2 separate regions of the Sus scrofa genome follow, and region 1 is linked to region 2. The links are chromatin contacts, called in public Hi-C maps. All regions are on one chromosome and are shown on one strand. Each heading gives the region's core, a stretch centred on a gene start, on an enhancer-like site or on the middle of the called end of the contact. The rest is flanking DNA. Distances are from core to core; before and after follow the strand shown.

What was found. Hi-C and Micro-C count contacts between places; a contact is called where the count stands out from the background.
Region 1: a contact with region 2 is called in a Hi-C map of fetal skeletal muscle, with 2.1 times the contacts expected there. The contact joins two enhancer-like sites. A contact is called at or near these places in 1 of 5 promoter capture datasets (fetal skeletal muscle), 3 of 47 Hi-C or Micro-C datasets (embryonic fibroblasts, fetal skeletal muscle and heart right ventricle) and 1 of 2 datasets of contacts at active chromatin or transcription factors (skeletal muscle).

What each region holds. Positions count from the first base shown.
Region 1 is chr1:238,814,081-238,820,047 of Sscrofa11.1, forward strand. The region is part of intron 1 of SHB (SH2 domain-containing adapter protein B); the gene reads right to left. Among named protein-coding and RNA genes, the nearest start is that of SHB, 9.4 kb to the right of the region's middle. Within about 2 kb of position 2,456, at least 24 of the 83 cell types and tissues checked have an H3K27ac peak or open chromatin away from gene starts, as enhancers often do. A contact at or near this core is called in fetal skeletal muscle, where this site is marked.
Region 2 is chr1:238,701,978-238,707,633 of Sscrofa11.1, forward strand. SHB (SH2 domain-containing adapter protein B) reads right to left here. Exons shown (of 6, transcript XM_021066254.1): 5 at 3,478-3,597. Among named protein-coding and RNA genes, the nearest start is that of SLC25A51, 37 kb to the left of the region's middle. Within about 2 kb of position 4,229, at least 8 of the 83 cell types and tissues checked have an H3K27ac peak or open chromatin away from gene starts, as enhancers often do. A contact at or near this core is called in fetal skeletal muscle, where this site is marked.

The DNA.
Region 1 (5,967 bases), core at 1,206-3,705, 110 kb after region 2:
TTTTGCTCATCTGCATTTTTATACCAAACACGTCTGTTTTATTGAAAGAGGAAGAAAAGTTAGCACAGAGGTACATGTTGAAATATATCAAAAAATCCAGTCCCGGTTGTGGCGCAGTGGAAACGAGTCTGACTAGTATCCATGAGAATGCAGGTTCGATCCCTGGCTTCACTAAGCAGATCAGGGATCTGGCGTTGCTGTGACCTGTGGTGTAGGTCGCAGATTCAGCTTGGCTTGGATCCCGCATTGCTATGGCTGCAGCGTAGGCAGGCATGATTTATAGGTAGGCATGATTCGACCCCTAGCCTGGGAACCTCCATATGCCACAGGTGTGGCCCTAAAAAGCAAAAAAAACAAAAAACAAACAAACAAAAAAACACCAAAAACCCAAGCTTGCTGTTCTGAGGAATTGCCTCAGAACACAGCCAACTCACAACTGCCCCACACGGGAGGGCAGGTAGGGGCTGCACCATTCCACAGATGCCACGCGGGCCCCTAGTCACATGCGTGGCTTTGGAATGCACCAGGAAGATTACGAGGCGTCTGGCTTTCCGGGAATGCACATCCCACCAAACAGTGAAGCTTTTCTGTGAAGAACTTTCTGGTCATTTTCATTTTTAGAATTTATCCAGGGCCCGGAGAAACCAAGAAAGTTCCATTTCTCCTATTTCTGTTTGCCTCCTCCCACGTCCTAGGGAGAACTTTTCCAACAATCACAGGTGCTCAGCAATGAAATGCTCTGCTTAGCAAAAAAGGTAGGCTCCAGCCTCGTCCTCACCCTGCCCTGGTGCCCACCTCAGCCAGGCCACACAGCAGGTGACCTCCTGAATCAAAAGAAAGGGGGCAATTTAATTTTCTTATTTTTATTTTTTTGTCTTTTTGCCATTTCTTGGGCTGCTCCCGCGGCATGTGGAGGTTCCCAGGCTAGGGGTTGAATCGGACCTGTAGCCACGGCCTACACCACAGCCACAGCAATGTGGGATCTGAACCACGTCTGCAACCTACGCCACAGCTCACGGCAACGCCTGATCCTTAACCCACTGAGCGAGGCCAGGGATCGAACCCACAACCTCATGGTTCCTAGTCAGATTCGTTAACCAGTGAGCCATGACGGGCACTCCAAGAACAGGGGCAATTTTAGACCATCTCTTCACACGTAATCGCCTGCCTCCTTCCTTTGCACCTGCAGATACACCAGGTAATCCCCGTGCTCTGGCACACCTGCTTGTCCCCAGCAGGGCTCCCTCTCTGATCTCAATCACTGTGGACAGGCCCCCTTTAGTCTGGGATGCAGGTGCAGCTTCCACTGGACCCATCTTCCCAGATGACTTCCTCTTCCTGGTGGTTTTCCGCAGCCCCAGACAGAGGCCACTCGTGCCTTCTCCCGGTTCTCGGAGCATGTCTCCTTCTCAGGCCCAGGACTCACTTGCTGGATCAACCCCACCAGCCTGGCTGTGACGGCACCACCGGGGTCCTCCCCTTCTCGGCCAACAGCAATCCACCCTCAAGTTAAAACCTGGAGGCATCTGTGACTCTCCACCCCCTCATATCTCACTTTTCATCTGTCAGGAAATCCTGCAGCTCTACCTTCAGGACACACGCTGAATCTGGTCTCTTCTCATCACCTACCACTAGTGCCCCAGTTCCAGGGGCGGTGGGTCCCCCCAGGCTGGCCTCCCGGCTGGCCCCCCTCCAGCCTGTTCTCCACTAGGCAGCCAGAGTGATCCTTTCAATACCCAAGTCAGATCACGTCATTTCTCCGCTCAGAACTTCCACCGACTTCCTATCTCACCCAGAGCTAAAGTGAGACCCTTTCAGCGCCTCCAAGGCCCCAAACACTCGGCCTCCCACCTCTCGGACCCCGTCTCCCCACTTCCTCCCACCTGCTGCACTCAGTCACGCTGATCTCCCTGAAGCAGCCAGGCGTGCTCCCGTCTTGGACTTTTGCCCTGACTCTTCCCTCTGCCTGGAATGCGCTTCTCTCCCTGAGCCGTGTGAATCACACCATCACACCCTTCAGCAAAGCCCTCTCTGACCACCCATCTGAAATAGCACCCACCCCAAGCTCAGGCCCACCCTAGCTTGACTTTTCTCCACGCTCTACCCGACAGTCTATATTTGCCTGACTCCTCTCGTGAGAGGGGAACAAACTCAGAGGAGCATAAATTTTTTGTTTAGTTCACAGCTCTATCCCTTCTAAAGAGAACAATACCCAGCACGTAGCAGGCTCTCAACAATGTCTGTTGAATGAATGAACGAATGAATGAATGAGGAGGGCTCTCATGGCCCAGCTGAGGACTCTGGGTCCAACCTACAAGTGTAGGTCCAGCGGTGGGCCAGGGATATCCACCTCCCCCCGCTTCGCCCACCTGTCAAGTCACTTCTCCCCTTACCAGCATCTTGCTGACCGTTACTCTTAAGTTCTGCTTGGAAAACACAGGGCCTGAGTCATTCCCCAGAGCCCTGACTAATTCTCTCTCCATCCCTTGGACCCACCTCCAAGATCCTTCCTCTACAGTATAATGGGAAATCCAGAGAGAGCTCCTCTTGGAGAAAATGGAAAGGAACTGAATGATTTAGAGGAAAATTCAACTTTTCCTGGCTCAGCAGTTGAGAAAGCGCAAACTCTCAGGAAGCCGGTGCCTCCGAAAGTGAAACATTAATAGAAATATTACTGGAAAATACCAAACAGGAAGAGAAGGAAAATTCCATTGTGGAAGCAAGGTCCTCTGTCGATGCTCCTTAATGGCCTCAGTAACATGTTTCAGAATCAAAACACAGAAAGAACCGGAAATCAATCAGGCTGTCACCCTTCCTGTGGACCGGAGCTTTGGCCAAACCACCTCCACAATACCCTGGCACAAAGGACATTGGGCTCAGAACACAAGGTCAACAGCCTGGCCACGGGCTCAGCCACTACCTCCTGTAAGGCCAGGCAGACTCCATGCCTCCCCGAACCTTTGGTTTTTCCATCTGCAAAATGGGGGTTACAGCACCTTCCTCACAGAGTGACTCTGAGAATCAAATTCATTATGGGTGAAAAAAGCGTACTTAAAGCTGTGGAATACTCACCCAAATGTAGGATTCAGTAGCTCCTACAATGCTAGAGGGATTTTTATAAAGAGTTTAAGTCTAGCCATAAGTAAGGCAGAGGAAATTCAGGCATGAGATTGTGCAGTTTACGACAGTGGTTAAAAACAAAGACTCTGCATCGGGCCTCAAATCTCATCTCTGCCACTTACTGGCAAGTTACTTAACCTCTCTGCCTCAGTGCTCTTTTGTCAAATGGGAATGACAGAAGCACCTCCCTCAAAGGACTCTGGTGAGCAGGAAGAGTTAATGCATATAGGGAACCAATAGTGTCTGGCTCAGAGTATGTGCAGTGGAAGTACTGGCTAACTAATACTGCTATGGTGGAAAGCTCCTTCATTTCAAGTGACTCCTCTTTCTTATTGCAAATGCCGCCTCCTCCAAGAAGCCTTCCCAACTTTGCTTGGTTGGAAAAAAACCTCTTCCTGACCCTGCTTCTCTGTTAGCTCCAAGGAATCAAGAGTCTGCCCAGAACAGCTTCTGTGCCAGGATGGCACTCAGTTCACCCACACCACTTTGTTTATCGACAAACTTTGCCACACAGGCTGTGTTCTAACCTTGGTCCTTGTGTCCTCATTAGAAGATAAGCTCCGTAGAGTCAGGAACTACCTGCCTCTTGGTTCTCCCCTGTATCCACACCTCCTGATAGGAGCCTGCATATAGCCATTTCTCCATCCACACAGGCCAAACAGAAGTTAAAGTCAGGATGGAAGAGACCACGGCAGTCTCTGTCTCCGTCCTGCAGAAATACTGCTCCCCCACCCTGTCTCTGGAAAGCCAGCGGAGACGCAACCATCAGCAGGCTGGCAGCCTAGCTCTCTGTTTCAAAGCCACAAATCCCACCTTATTTTCTAGGGTCCAGCCTGACCCACTGCTTCCCCATGGGCCACCACCACTTGGCTCTCCCAGCACAAGATGAGAAGTCAGCTCCAAGGGCAACTGCCCAGCGGAGCACCTGACCACAAGCAAGTTCAGCTTTGCTTAAATGACCAGAGGAAACCACACCTGTTTCAGATTTGCCTTTTAACGCCTATTTTATGGGTCAGAAATGCTTTGGGGGCGGGGAGAGGACAAGGTCAAGTCTTAGGGGTTAAGTCTGGGGAAATCAGTCATGTTCTGAGATTGTCAGATCAGAGGACGGTCACCTGATCTCCTTCAAGGAAACTCAGGTTCCCTGTTGACAAGGGCCAAGGTACCAGTGTTTTGTTTTGCTTTGTTTTGTTTCTTAAAAGAGCACACACATTCATTAAAAGGAACGAAATACTGGCATTTTTAGCAACATGGATGGACCTAGAAATTATCACGCTAATATGAAGTCAGACAATGAGACACCAACATCAAATGCTTTCACTGACATGTGGAATCTGAAAAAAGGACACAATGAATTTCTTTGCAGAACAGATACTGACTCACAGACTTTGAAAAACTTATGGTTTCCAAAGGAGACAGTTCAAGGGTGGGGGGATGCACTGGGGTTGTGGGATGGAAATCCTATAAAATTGGATTGTGATGGTCATTGTACAACTATAAATGTAATAAATTCATTGAGAAAAAAAAAAAAAAAAGAGCACACACAGGCTCGCCAGTCCTTGGAGGGAGGGAACACTTGGTGGCAGAATGAGAAGACATGACAGTTACAAGACACACGTTTTGTGCAGCTGTCCCTTGGGAAGTGCCAACTCTGTGCACAGAATTTCTCTATGAAATAACTCAAGTGCTGCATTAACATCTCATATAAGAACTCAGAGGCAGATGGGGAAGGAGAGAGAAAAGCCAGCTCTGGGCCCCCTTTGAGGACAACCAAAGCCCGGACTGCAAGGGATGGGATGGGAGTTAGGGCAGAAGGATACAAGAGAGGAAACATTAAGTGAAAGGGAGGAAGAAACATACAATACATATTTCAGTAGGGATCAGAGCCTTACTATCTCCAGCTAAATCACTGAAAAGAGTGGAACAAATTGACAAAAAACATACAGGCTTTGAATTCAGACCACACAGGTGTGATCCTGGCTCTGTCCCTTGGGAGCTGTGACATTAGGCAAGTCATCACTTCTAAGCCTCAGTTTATCTGTAAAATGGGGGCGATATTACCCATGGGGCACCGAAGGCCCTAATCGGTGGCCTGCCTGTATCCCTGCCCTCTGCCATGGGACTCCGCAGCTCCTCCTCTCTTTTGAATCCTGGCCGGCCTTGTGGCTTGCTTTGGTCAACAAAATACAGCAGAATGGACAGTGTGCTGGCTTCTAACCTCAAGGAATTACAGGGGCTTCTGTACTTTCTTGGAACACTGTCACTGTCATATGAACAAGGCTGAGCCGCTAGATGAGAGATCTCGTGGAGCAGAGCCGAACGGACACAGCCAAGGCCATCCTAAACCAGGCCCCCCCCAAACATGTAAGAGAGGATTGGCAGGGCCACACACCCACTCCACGCTGATGGCAGATGCCCGACTGAACCCGACCGAGGGCGGAAGAATTACTCAGTTGACATGTGAGGAGAATAATAAAAGCTTGTCCTTTAAAGCAGGGGTTGGAAACTATAGACCATAGGCCAGTTGCCAGTTTTTCTAAATAAGGTTTTATTGAAATATAGCTATACCCTTTAATTTATATATTGTCTATGGCTGCTTTCAAGCTACAATGGTAGCTGAATAGTTGTGATGGAGGCTCTCTGGCCTGCAGCTAAAAATATTTACTGGCCCTTTAAGAAAAGTTTGCTAACCCCTGGTTTAAAACCAGAGTTTGGGGTGATTTGTTATAGGGCAAGAGCTAACTGATACAGTTACTCTTCTAGGGTGATTGTGAAGATTAAAGGACTAATTAAGTGATTTAGCCTGAAGCCTGGAGAAGATATTGCTCTTCTGGGGAATCAATGGGA
Region 2 (5,656 bases), core at 2,979-5,478:
AACGCTCTCTCCACCCTAGGATACTCTCACAGCAGGGCCCAGGGCTCACAGGATAACATAGCTGGAATTCCACTGTCAATGTGCACCGGGCTCCCGATAATGTTACCTTCCAGCCTGCCCCAGCCGGGCAGGCTTCAAGATCTAAGAGAGCCTGAACCTCTGCGGTGGCTGGCAAAGCTGACACTTGCCCCAAGGAGCTGAGACATTCAATAGCAGGGCAGTTCTCTTTGTGGTTGAGGTGAGGAATGCCAGGTGTCATGGCCTGGCTGGCAGCCTGACTGGGGCTGCTCTGGAAAATAAGCCCACCTCCCCTTAGCGGGCTGCCCTGGCCAGCCAGAGGATGATGGCCTGGCCCTCCTCCCCACTCTCGCTTCCTTCAAGGGAACACTGACCAGATGAGATGGCCCCTCTGGCGTTTGGGAGCTAATGACTCTGGACAAGCATGCAAAACTACACCTTCCAGCTCCAGCAGCCGTGGGCAAAGCCCGGTCATCTAAACCATGCTTCCTGATGATGCGCCCTGACGGGGTGGGTGTAGGAAGACAAACTGGGGCCTGACAGCAGAGAGCTCTGATCCGGGGTCCAAGCATGGGCCCCTGGGCTGTGCCCTCAGCTTCCTCCCCTTGCCTGGGTGGTGAAGGGATCAGGCCGGAGCACCCCAAGGGCAAAGGGTGGCTGAGCCTATGAACTGGGGAAATCAAGAGAGCCAGAGACACTGAAAAGCATCTCTGTCTGACTGTAAGGAGAGCAATGTCACCTCCCGTGTGCTGGTGAGGACTCTCAGACTTGGAGAGGGGACGTGGCTGCCAAGGCCACAGAGCCAAGGAGTGGGGAAGCCTGGCTCCTGGACGATAAGCCTGTTACAGAGCAGAAGAGAATCGAGGTGCTGTCCATTCCGAGAACAGTCCTACTCTCTAGAGAAGGGAACAAGCTAGAGAGGAAATGGATTGTGACAGAAACATTCTTCTTTTTTTTTTTTTGGTCTTTTTGCCTTTTCTAGGGCTGTTCCCGCGGCATATGGAGGTTCCCAGGCTAGGCGTCAAATTGGAGCTGTAGCCACCGGCCTACGCCAGAGTCATAGCAACGCGGGATCCGAGCACATCCGGGACCTACACCACAGATCATGGTAACGCCGGATCCTTAACCCACTGAGCAAGGCCAGGGATCAAACCCGCAACCTCATGGTTCCTAATCGGATTTGTTAACCACTGCACCACGACGGGAACTCCAGAAACACTCTTCTGAAGGCCCATCTGAGCTGGTGTTTGGGTCTGCTGGCATTAACAGAGGGCACAGGCACAGGGCAGTGAGGAAGGGACCACGCAGGCACTGCTGGTATGAGTACTTCTGCCAAGGGTTCGAGATTCCTCATGTGCCCCCAGGCTGGTGCCTCTGCCCACACAACCAGGGTACTCAGGAAGCTGTTGCAACCTTGTGTGCAGGACTGTAGTGGGATCACCAGGGGCCCCTGTGGCCAGCCGCCCGCCCACTGCTGGGGCCCAACAAGTCCCCAGTGACTAAGCAGATGGGCGGCAGGGCCCTCATGGCAAATGACTGGGCCTGGCATGCCTCCCCCACTCCAAGCAATCAACCAGCTCTCTGCGGAAGAACGCCCCCAGCCTGGCCCCAGACAACGGGATTCCAGGAAGAATGTGCTCCACTGAGGAACAGAGACTGCCAGTGTGATGGGTGTGAAGAAGCCCTGGAGGTGGGCAGGTTTCTGGGTCAGCAGGAAAGGGTGGTAACATGGAGTCTCATCTCTGATGTCACCTGCTTCTTCTACCTCTTGCAGCCCAGAAAGGCACAATTCACCTGGAGGTGGGAAGATGAAGATCTGGAAGCATCATTCACGGGCACCCGGGTTACTAGGTTACCTTGAACAGGGAGGGAGGGAGGGAGGGGGCTGTGTGGAGCAGTTGAGACCCCCTGCCCCTGGTAGCATGGCCAGCGGCCTGTACCCGTCCCCACCCCCACCACTGTTCTCTCCTTTATGCAGTGACAGCCCTCTGGCTTTGGCTGCCTTTAGCCCCAGCTGCGGTTTAGTGCACTGAATTTGCCTTGGCTGCAATAACTGGCCTGATTCTTTAAGCCGCCAGGCCTGATGGTGGACAAGGAAGTAGGCAGGGGCTGTTTGTTCTGAATGCCCTCCCCGCTGGTTGGCAACCCCTCCACAGCCTCCCTGGCAAAGCAGTTGTCTAGCTCCTGGTTGCACAGGGATAAGAGCAGCTACCTCGTGAGGCAGCTTTGGATCACTCTAATTCCTGATCGGCCCCGACTGTTAGAACACTTTGCCTCACACTGAACTGGAATCTGCCCACCCGTAACCATCACGCACCCCTCCCCACCCCGGCCCCTCACCACCAATGCTGCTCCTTTTGCCCTGATGTCCTTGAAAGATGTGGTTTCCCCATGTCTCCACACATCCTGTCTTTTCCAGGCAGACTTCCAGTGCCTCTGCTTCCTGCCCCTGCTCTGCTCTGTGGTTTGTCACTGTCCCTCTCAGGTGGGGTCAGTTGAGCAGAGAGCACAGTACAATCTCTCTCCTTGGATACACTGATCCTGCTGCCTACACAGCCTGGCCTGTACACTGGCTCCTGACACTCGCATCCTGGCAGACCCTCTCTTCATCACATGGCTTCTCATAAAGGCAAGTAGAGCAGAAAGGAAGCAGGCAGAGGGCTGCACTGTTCCTCGTGGTCTGTGCTGGCTGAAGGGCCTGGGTCCATCCTTCAATCCTGTCACGAACTCTTTAAAACCCTCTTCTCACCAGGCCTCAGTTTTCCTATCTGTAAAATGGGTTTTAGACATTTTCCTTATTCCCAGTCCATCTATCCTGAAAGCAATGTCTCATGGATCAGAAAGACCTGACAGCTTCCAAAGGGCTTATAGGTGATAACGCCGGCAGGATCCTTCCTGGATCTTCACAATGTCCCTCACAACCTTTGTGTGACACACAGAAGTCAGACTTTCCCAAACAGCAACCGAGAACATAAGGAAAAGGCTGGTTCTTAGGGCGGCGGCAGGAGCAGTGGGGAGACAAACACTAGGCCTCAAGTCCTAGCCCTGCCTTTTGGGCCGGCCAGGGCCCCTCTCTGAGCCTCAGTTTCCTCATCTGCAAAATGGGGACAAGATGTTTCTCATCAAAGGGCTGCTGTGAGGTCTGAGAGAAGGATGAGGCATGCTAACAGCTTCCACAGGCCCTGGCTCACTGCAGATGTGAAAGCTATTCTTGGATATTTAATATAAATCCTCAGAAAAGGCCCCTCCTCTTCTGGGGAGGCGGAAACAGAGAACATAAAAACTCCTCTGTATCCCAGGAGAATAAGATCAAATTGGAAAAGCAAGGCTTGAAATAACTCATGCTGGCAAGTTTCCCAGGGGAGAACTCGGGTGGGTCTTTCTGCCACAGACAGAAGGGTCTGGCCATGCATCGCTGGAGGCAGCCAAGGGCCCCAGGGGTGGCCGGGGCGTACTCACTTCAGGGAGAGGGAGTAGTCGTGCCTGCTGGTCTGGCTGTTCCGGACAAGGTAGCTACACTCCTTGCAGAGTCGCAGCAGGTTCTCGGCGTCTCCTCTGCTGATGGCTCCATGATACCATCTGTGAAGAAACGGAGTCAGAACCTAGGAAGGACGGACCCCCACAGTGACACCCTGAAGTTTGCTCCTCCCCTGGAAGGCAGCTGTCAGTGTCCCAGGCCTCATCACGAGGCTGTGTGTGTGAGTGTGTGTGTGTGTGTGTGTGTATGTGTGCGCATGTGTGTTCGTGCATCAGTCATTCACTAGACGTGAGCCGAGCCTACTGCGTGCAGGTCCTGCAGACAGAACAGTGAACAGGCCATGTGGTCTCCACCCCAATGAAGCCTGCGATCTAGCGTGGGTGCTACAGAGGAAACCAAGCAGGGTCGCCTGGCTTGGAGCTGGCAGGAGGGACTATTTTAAGCAGTGGCCAGGGAAGCCTTTTAGAAAGTGACATTTCAGTGGAAGGAGGTGAGGGAGGAAGCCACGAAGGAAGCAGCTGGGAAAGAGCATGTCTGGCAGAAGGGCAGCAAAGGCAGGGGTACCTGGTGTGTTTTTGGAAACAGCAAGGGGCTGGCATGGCTGGAGTGAGGCACTTCGGGGAGGCAGGGGGTCTGTGAGGCCTAAGAGGGCAGGTCAGGGCCTTGCACACAGGCAGTGGGAGGACTTGGCTTTCTGCGACAGAGGGACTCGGAAGCCGTCAGAGGGCGCTGACAGGAGGGACACGTGCTGGCTCTGTGACATCTGCGGAAAGCAGGCAGTTGGGGTGGGATGGCCACACCAGTGCTCCTGCCAAGTGCATCTGGCATCGACAGGGCATGTGGGAATCCCAGTGCCACCGCTTCCGGACATCACGTGGTGAGCGGCAGAATCCGAAGGGAGGGGTGCGATGGCAGATGCCTGACTAAGGCTCTGACTGCAGGACAAAAGGGGAATGTTGATTTTCGAGATTGGAAAGATTGAAGGTAAAATTTCAGTAGAAGAATAAAGATCCTAACATGCTGGTCAGTGGGTATCCTCAGAACGGCTCTCTGCTTACGACAGCCTCTGAGGGGCTGGGTCAGTGGGAAGGTGGCCAGAGATGGGATCAGGAAGAGAATCAGAGGTGCCGGATGGCCAAGGATGGATCATGCTTTGGCCACTGAGGCCCAGACATGGCTCTGCTCCTGGACAGCCTGGCAGTCTGGGACAAGCGGCTAAGCCTTGGTGCACCTCGGGGTTCACTATCATGTTAGGGCCACTCCAACCCCGTTTTAGGGTTGTGAGGCTTGAACAGGATGACCGATGCAGTAAAGGGCTGATGCAGAGTCTGTGATGGGGTGGGTTTCAACAAATGGCAGCCATGGGCATCAGCCAAAGGAGACTGAACTTGCAGACGGCCAAGGGTCACTTCCCCAACTACCACTGTTTCAGGCCGCTACATGCTGTGCAGACAGCACTGTAAGCTCCCAGGTGTGGGGGATGCTGCCTCCTGGTCCTGGCCCAGGAGCACCTGCAAACAGTACCTGTGAGAGATCTGTTACAGACCTGCCTGGAGAAGAGCGTTGCACTCCCTTCTCTGCACTCTCGGCCATTTATTTATTTATTTATTTTGCTTTTTTGGGCCGCACCGCAGCATATGGAGGTTCCCAGGCTAACGGTCGAATCGGAGTTACAGGCAGAGCCACAGCAATGCCAGATCCGAGCCACATCTGCGACCTACACCACAGCTCACGGCCACATCGGATCCTTAACTCATTGAGCGAGGCCAGGGATCGAACCTGCAACCTCATAGTTCCTAGTCAGATTCGTTAACCACTGAGCCGCAACGGGAACTCCACTTTTGGCCATTTATAAGGCAGTGCTCTGAAGAGTTAGCAGCTGTGGGGTGACATAATTATAACCTAAAACCCAACCGGCTCTAAGAAAGCAAAGACTGAAGAGTGAGAGAGTTGCTGAGTATCCTTGTCCAATCACCATGTCCCTGAGTCGCTGACTGCCCACGCGGTGACCACTCACAGCAGGTCAGCCTGGGTGGTGGGACCTTCGGAGTGGAGACTTTCCAAGGGAAAAAGCAGGGGCAGTGCAGGCTGCAGACCTGCCTTTCTGTCTACACTTAGAAATTCAGAGGATGTGAAGCTGAGGTTGCGTGGGCTGCCATA